Linked DNA regions of Mus musculus: region 2 is linked to region 1. A link is a contact called in public Hi-C data. All regions are on one chromosome and are shown on one strand. Each heading gives the region's core, a stretch centred on a gene start, on an enhancer-like site or on the middle of the called end of the contact. The rest is flanking DNA. Distances are from core to core; before and after follow the strand shown.

Region 1 (3,135 bases), core at 408-2,907:
GAATCCACAAAATGAACGGAGGAGTATCCAAGAATTGTGGGTACATTTTAATACCACCTCATATGCAAATATATGCAAATATTTAAACTTAACTATAAGATATGGTGTCTATCATGAGTTGCATTAAAAACAGAAAAGAAAACTGTACGCATGTCATACTATATGAGCTATATCTCTTTTAAAAATAACAGAAATGATAAAGTCATTTGAGAAGACAAAAAGCTGAATCTTTGAGGCTGGCATTTCATCTTGGAAAGCTTATCAAAACTTCACAAAAATGGTTGAAACAAGTGGTATTATTTTAGAGCTGGTTTGTGAGAGATGAACATTAATGTCTTGGCAGAGTTCCATAAAGCAAGTATGCAATGAGCCACGGTAAGAACATTTACATGGTGAAACAAGTGACACCACTGACCTCCCATGCACTCAGTTAGCCATAATGATTTTGGCCATAATTTTGATCATACTGTTTTTTTGTTTTTGTTTTTAATTTGTGTTTTAAATTTTGCTAGTACTTTTCTTCCCCTAGTGGTCTAAAAACTGGTTTATGGAAAGGCCAGACTTAAACCTCATGTTGAAAGATAATGCTGCATCTATTTCAGTCTGGATGTTGGTCTTAAAAGGTGTAACTTAACTGTTACAGTGTCCAAACCATTTCATATATCTCTAGCATAATTTTCCAGATTGACCAACTGCCTAGCTAGTCATTGATGGTTAGTAAATAACTGTATTACATCCAAGGATTTAGAAAAGATGAGTGAAATTTTAAAAGAGTAAAATCAAAGTACAGTTTAATAAGTAGAAAAACTGAGGAAAGATAATTAAAAATAGTGGGGGTTTGCATTTTGATAAAGAAGAAATTGCTACACATTAAGTTCATGAGGTATCTCTACATTATCCAAACACAATGTGAGAATACTCTTTCAAAACACGAAATGTCTCATTTCTCTAACTTAGCATTTATTCCTCAAATGTAATATTATCTCTACTCTCAGATAAACAGCCTTGAGCAACCATTCCTAATTTATACATCATTACCCTGTTTTTATATTTAAACACTCAGCTCTCTCTCTCTCTCTCTCTCTCTCTCTCTCTCTCTCTCTGTGTGTGTCTCTCTCTCTCTGTCTGTCTCTGTCTGTCTCTGTCTGTCGCTGTCTGTCTCTGTCTGTCTCTCTGTCTGTCTCTCTCTCTGTCTATCTCTCTGTCTGTCTCTCTCTCTCTGTCTCTCTCTCTGTCTCTCTCTCTGTCTCTCTCTCTGTCTCTCTCTGTCTCTGTCTGTCTGTCTGTCTCTCTCTCTCTCTCTCTCTCTCTCTCTCTCTCTCTCACACACACACACACACACACACAGAGTGTAGACAACCAACAACCACAAATAAATGCATCCATCTTCCAAAATGGATGCTATGGATTCTTGCACCATGTGGAGGTCAGAAGAGCTGATGAAATAAAATTTCCCAGAGCAACCACTTTTCAACGACAACCCTAACATCTTCCAAATGATCACAATCACAGATAAGAAGAAGACACTGTGCCAGAGACTACAGACATGTGCATTAAGACTCATGCATCTGAAATCTTACCACAATGTTAGGGATAAAAACGTGACAGCTAGGTTACCATGGAGACAGAAGCAAAGACACCAGCTACTAACTCTGAATACCAATTAACAGCTAGCACTTCTTTATGTTACCAAAATTGGTTTCCAGGGCAACCCAAAGGATGGGCTTATGTTGTCAAATTAATTACACACCAAATCCAAAAATGTCAGAGTCAGTCCTCAGAATGTTATGGGACTTAAAGAAATTATTTATGAAATTCATGCACCCTTCAGGGTGGTATTTATACTTTGCGATTTCTCCTTATTTCCTCTACCCCCTTTTCTTTCTCTTAAAATTTACCTTAGGCAGAGAAAAAGATATGGTTCTTAATATTTTCATTTGTTTTCTAAACAGGAGAAACAAAACCATAATTCAAGTTCTTCATTCAGGTAATAGAAAAACTTAATAGTTTCTTTGTAAATCCTTTATCTATCATGTTATCTTAACATATTAGAGATATAGATATCTATCTGAAACACACACACACACAGAGTGAGTAGTTGGCCCCTGGGTAATTATAATATATCAAAAAACTGTTAATGATGTGTCACATGCTTCAGGATATTTGATGAAGTTCTCAGGTTCTGATTCTCCAGGTACAAAGCATGTCTTTCTAAGTGTCAGGTATTAAACTGACAGGTTGCTGTTTGCAAGAGTCACTGTGAAGCCATGCTGGCTGCTTTAGTATCTGCAATCGAGGTACAATAAAGTCCAGCCCTTAAGTATGAACCTATATCATCTAAAGACAGTGACCGCTACTCAGCAGCTTATTAGTAAGCTTGCTCAGTCTCTCGCTCTCTGTTCTTATTTTGTTGAGGGGTTTTGCTAAACATTTGACGACTCCTTGCCACCTCTCTACAGTTACTCTGCTCTCCTATGCCAACTTATTTGCCAACAGCTTATCAATACCAGTCAGAACCATCCCGATAAAATATAAGCCAGTTTTGAGAATTGTAGTCAAATTAAGTAAGATATTCCATCAAGGAGGTTCAGCACACGTGCACACATGTTATCTGCATTCATTCATGAAACAGATTCCTTGAGTTCCTACTACATGCCTGGTAGTAGGGATTTAGCAATGAATAGACAGAGAAACACCCTTCACCTTTGTGGAGGTCCCCTAAAAGTATTGGTTATGGTAAATGCTAAGAGACCTGAATCAGCAGAAAGCTGAAAAGAGAGAAGTGACTGGGATGATAAGACATTTACAGGATGGAAAGACCTCATTGCAACAGTTACTTTGGACTAGAGATACAACAAGAAAGAGTGAATTATGAGAGCATAGGAGAAAGATCCCAGCTAGAGATTCCTCAAAGACAAAAGCCATTCTCAAGAGCAGAGACCAGACTCTGTGAGAAGGAAGAGCCCGTTGAGTTAGTAGTAGATAATCCTAAGACTCAAATCACCTGTGGCTTTGTGAATCAGAGCAAAATCTCCAACTCTCACGGATAGAGTAGGGAGCTAATAAACAAATCAGACACCATTTTTATGTTTCATTAGAATCCTTCCGGCTGCTGATAAAAAGTTAAGAGGCTGT
Region 2 (3,135 bases), core at 198-2,697, 760 kb before region 1:
GTGGTGTATTGATCATTGGTATATATATCTATCAGCAGACACTGACTACTGGTTACCAAGAGTGATCATAAGTGCAGGGCGGGCAGCAGTCCACAGTGGCATGATGGCAGACAAGGTTGTCTTACGCTCTCCATCCTCATCCCTTCTATAACTTTGCTGTTAGCTAATTCACGGGGCAGGCTGTGTGTTGTTTGATGAGAGAGCACAGAAGAAGGTTGAGCGCTAGGACCTTGGGGCATGTGTGCAGCATGCGCCCCTTTCCTTGGTGTCCCCTACCTAGCATCCTCTTCTCATTGATGGTTCTTCGTCCAAGTCCAAGTATACCCTGTCCTTGTTTGGGTTTCAATAGCTCGGAAGAGGAAACCATGGCCACAACAATTCTTACTTAAAAAAAAATGGCTTGCATTTCAGATAATGGTTTAATCTATTATCATCATGGCAGGAAACATCGCCTCGCACTCGCCTCTCTTTTATATATATCTTGATGCTACTTTTTCAAAAGCTCTGGGGTCAAGGTTCTATACATAAAACACTAGTCTCCAGATGCCTGATCTGGTTGGGAAATCACCGGAGCACTGAAGACTTCTCTCAGGCATAGCGTTACTTTCTTCTTAAACTATATTAGAGTAACCCAGATAGTGACTTACAGCCTGGCTTTATCATGTGGTCTTTCGAGTTTCCTCCTTGCTTGTGGGACTCAAGCAACCCAGTTTAGTGGGTGGTATCTGAGGGAGAGGCAGAAAGAACGTTTGTAAAAATTTCCTTTTAAACTGAATAATACAGGGCTATGTGTTGTGGCCATCCTTTTTATTGCACATGAGATCTCAAGAATGCACGCATAGCACATAACTGAAATTCTATACCCAGAAAGGACATTTATGTGCTAAGAAGTTGTCAGGTAAGTATTAGATTTTTAGAAGTATTATTTTAAAATTGGTATACACATCTTTACATATTTATCAGTACCACATGATGTCTTGATAAATGTACATTTTATGTGACGTTTACATGATGACAAACATGTCTGTCTTCTCAAATATTTGCAGTATTTTTGGTGAAGAAAAACAAAATGAAAGCACCCTAGCTTTCTTTTTAACTGTACAGCATATTTATTGTTCACAATGTTCACTCATATGTGTATGTTACATTTTCATAAGAGTCTATTATAACATGCACCAGGCATGATCGTGCATGCATGTTCCATTTGGGAGGATGAGGAAGGAAGATAGTGAGATCAAGGCCAGGCTGAGCTATATACTAAGATCCTGTGTTAGTAAACAGCAACGAAACTTGTGTCTTTAACTGACGTTTGTGATTCAATCTGCCTAGTGCAATGACAGTCCAAAAACCATTAACTTCCAGGAGACTGGAAGGGATGAAAGGCCACGTTAATCCAGGTGTGTTAAATGCCTTTTTAAAATTAAAAATCGAACACTAGAGGGCGGCAAAACACTGTCGGCAAAAATTCATTCGAGCTCCAAAGCTGTTTTCCTGTAAAAGAGGAGGTGTTTGCTGACTAGCGTCAAGAAAGAGCTGCCCTGATATTCAAGATGCTTCTCTGCACCCAGCCTCACTCAAATCTTTGTGCTTGCTTTGTGTTTTCCTCCACATCACCTCCCTGGCTCCATGATTTGCTTTCCAAGCACACACACTTGTAGGTAGTGTTTCTGCAGGGACCTCTCTCAGTTCATTTTCAAAGACTGCTAACTTTGGTCCTCTTAGGACATACTGAGTCTTCTGGGGAGAGGCAGCCTCTCTCTCTCTCTCTGTTACGGATTGTAAACCCTGGGGGGTGGGGTGGGGTGGGGTCCTGTGAGCGTGCTCATAGGGATGACCCTGTAGTGTCTCGAAGGATGCACTGGACAGTCAGAAAGCTGTGCTGGATTTGGCTCGGTGCTTCATTCTAATCCTGTTTCCTCTGCTTAAGATGGGACTGATAAGCCAGGATATCTTCTCAGTTGCCGCTTCTGATTCCCCCGTCTAAGTTGTGGGAGAAAAGACGTGCCACATTTGGCTGTATATGATGGCTGAGTGTGGTCACTGCTGGCAGAGAGTGGAGCTCTGTCTCCGGGACTCACATGGTTGGTACTGGGTGATATATTCTGGTAAAAACATCTAATAGAGGTGCCAACTGAGCTTGGAGCACTGGGTTATGATGGCGGTCTCTCATGAGTTATGCAACCTTGAGTGAGTTCCGTAACCTCTCCTCCCTCACTTATAAAACGAAGTCATTCTAGAGAGTGTCTCTTAAGGAAAATTGTGCCCCTGAATCAGATTTGAAGTAGATCCCAGACTTCACCTTCTTCTACTAAATTATATTTTTCTTAGTGTTGGTCTGTGGTATAGATTTGTGGCAGGGAGAAGTGTAACTGGGGTTTGCTCCCAAGACACGAATATCCATGCTAGATCATTGCTAGTATTCCCGTTCACTGTCCGTCTGTCTGTCCATCCATCCACCCACAATCTATCAAAAATGCTGCAAGTCTATTTTGAATTCAAATAAGTTTCCAAGAAAATTACTTAAACTAGTCTGTGCGAGCGCGCGCACATGCACACGCGTGTGCACACACACACACACACACACACGCTCACACACGCACACACACAGGGTGGAGCAGTTAGTATATTACAGCCGCTGTAGTGACAGGATCTTGGTTAGGCTACACTGACATCAAAACTTAGTTTTTAAACCTCAGTGACTTGACTGCACATGACACAATGGGCCCCACCTACTGGATACAGGAGCTGGGACATTTACTCAAATGGCTGAGTGATAGAAGTCTTAGAAGGAATGGGTGTCTCAGCGCCAGCACCTGCCACCTATCAGCAGGCTAATTTTGGGAACGTGTTTCATTTCCTGTCTCCAGGAGTTGTTATCCTTCAAAGGGAATTATAAAGCCTCAATGCTTGTTTCCTAGCTTGAAGATTAGGTCTCAATGCATCAAGCTCTGCGTTCATTCTGAAGGGCAATGCCATTCAACACAGCCTCTGTACCATGCTACCACGTCAAGCCAGAGCTCTGATTCTGAGGCGGTCTTAGCTGACTCTAGCAAAGGCAGCAACAGGCCCACTTAATCTGAGTTTGTGACTGCTGTATGATCTCTCCCTGTTTTCTCTTTCTCTTTCCGAGGACTC

The links. Hi-C and Micro-C count contacts between places; a contact is called where the count stands out from the background.
Region 2: a contact with region 1 is called in a Hi-C map of cortical neurons, with 4 times the contacts expected there. The contact joins two enhancer-like sites. A contact is called at or near these places in 4 of 484 Hi-C or Micro-C datasets (cortical neurons, embryonic fibroblasts, myocytes and 1 more) and 2 of 115 datasets of contacts at active chromatin or transcription factors (astrocytes and stem cell-derived neural progenitor cells).

The regions. Positions count from the first base shown.
Region 1 is chr13:110,648,558-110,651,692 of GRCm38.p6, reverse strand. All of the region lies in intron 1 of Gm41059 (a long non-coding RNA gene), which reads right to left. Among named protein-coding and RNA genes, the nearest start is that of Gm41059, 7.3 kb to the right of the region's middle. Within about 2 kb of position 1,657, at least 26 of the 459 cell types and tissues checked have an H3K27ac peak or open chromatin away from gene starts, as enhancers often do. A contact at or near this core is called in cortical neurons, where this site is marked.
Region 2 is chr13:111,409,398-111,412,532 of GRCm38.p6, reverse strand. No RefSeq gene overlaps it. Among named protein-coding and RNA genes, the nearest start is that of Gpbp1, 79 kb to the left of the region's middle. Within about 2 kb of position 1,447, at least 13 of the 459 cell types and tissues checked have an H3K27ac peak or open chromatin away from gene starts, as enhancers often do. A contact at or near this core is called in cortical neurons, where this site is marked.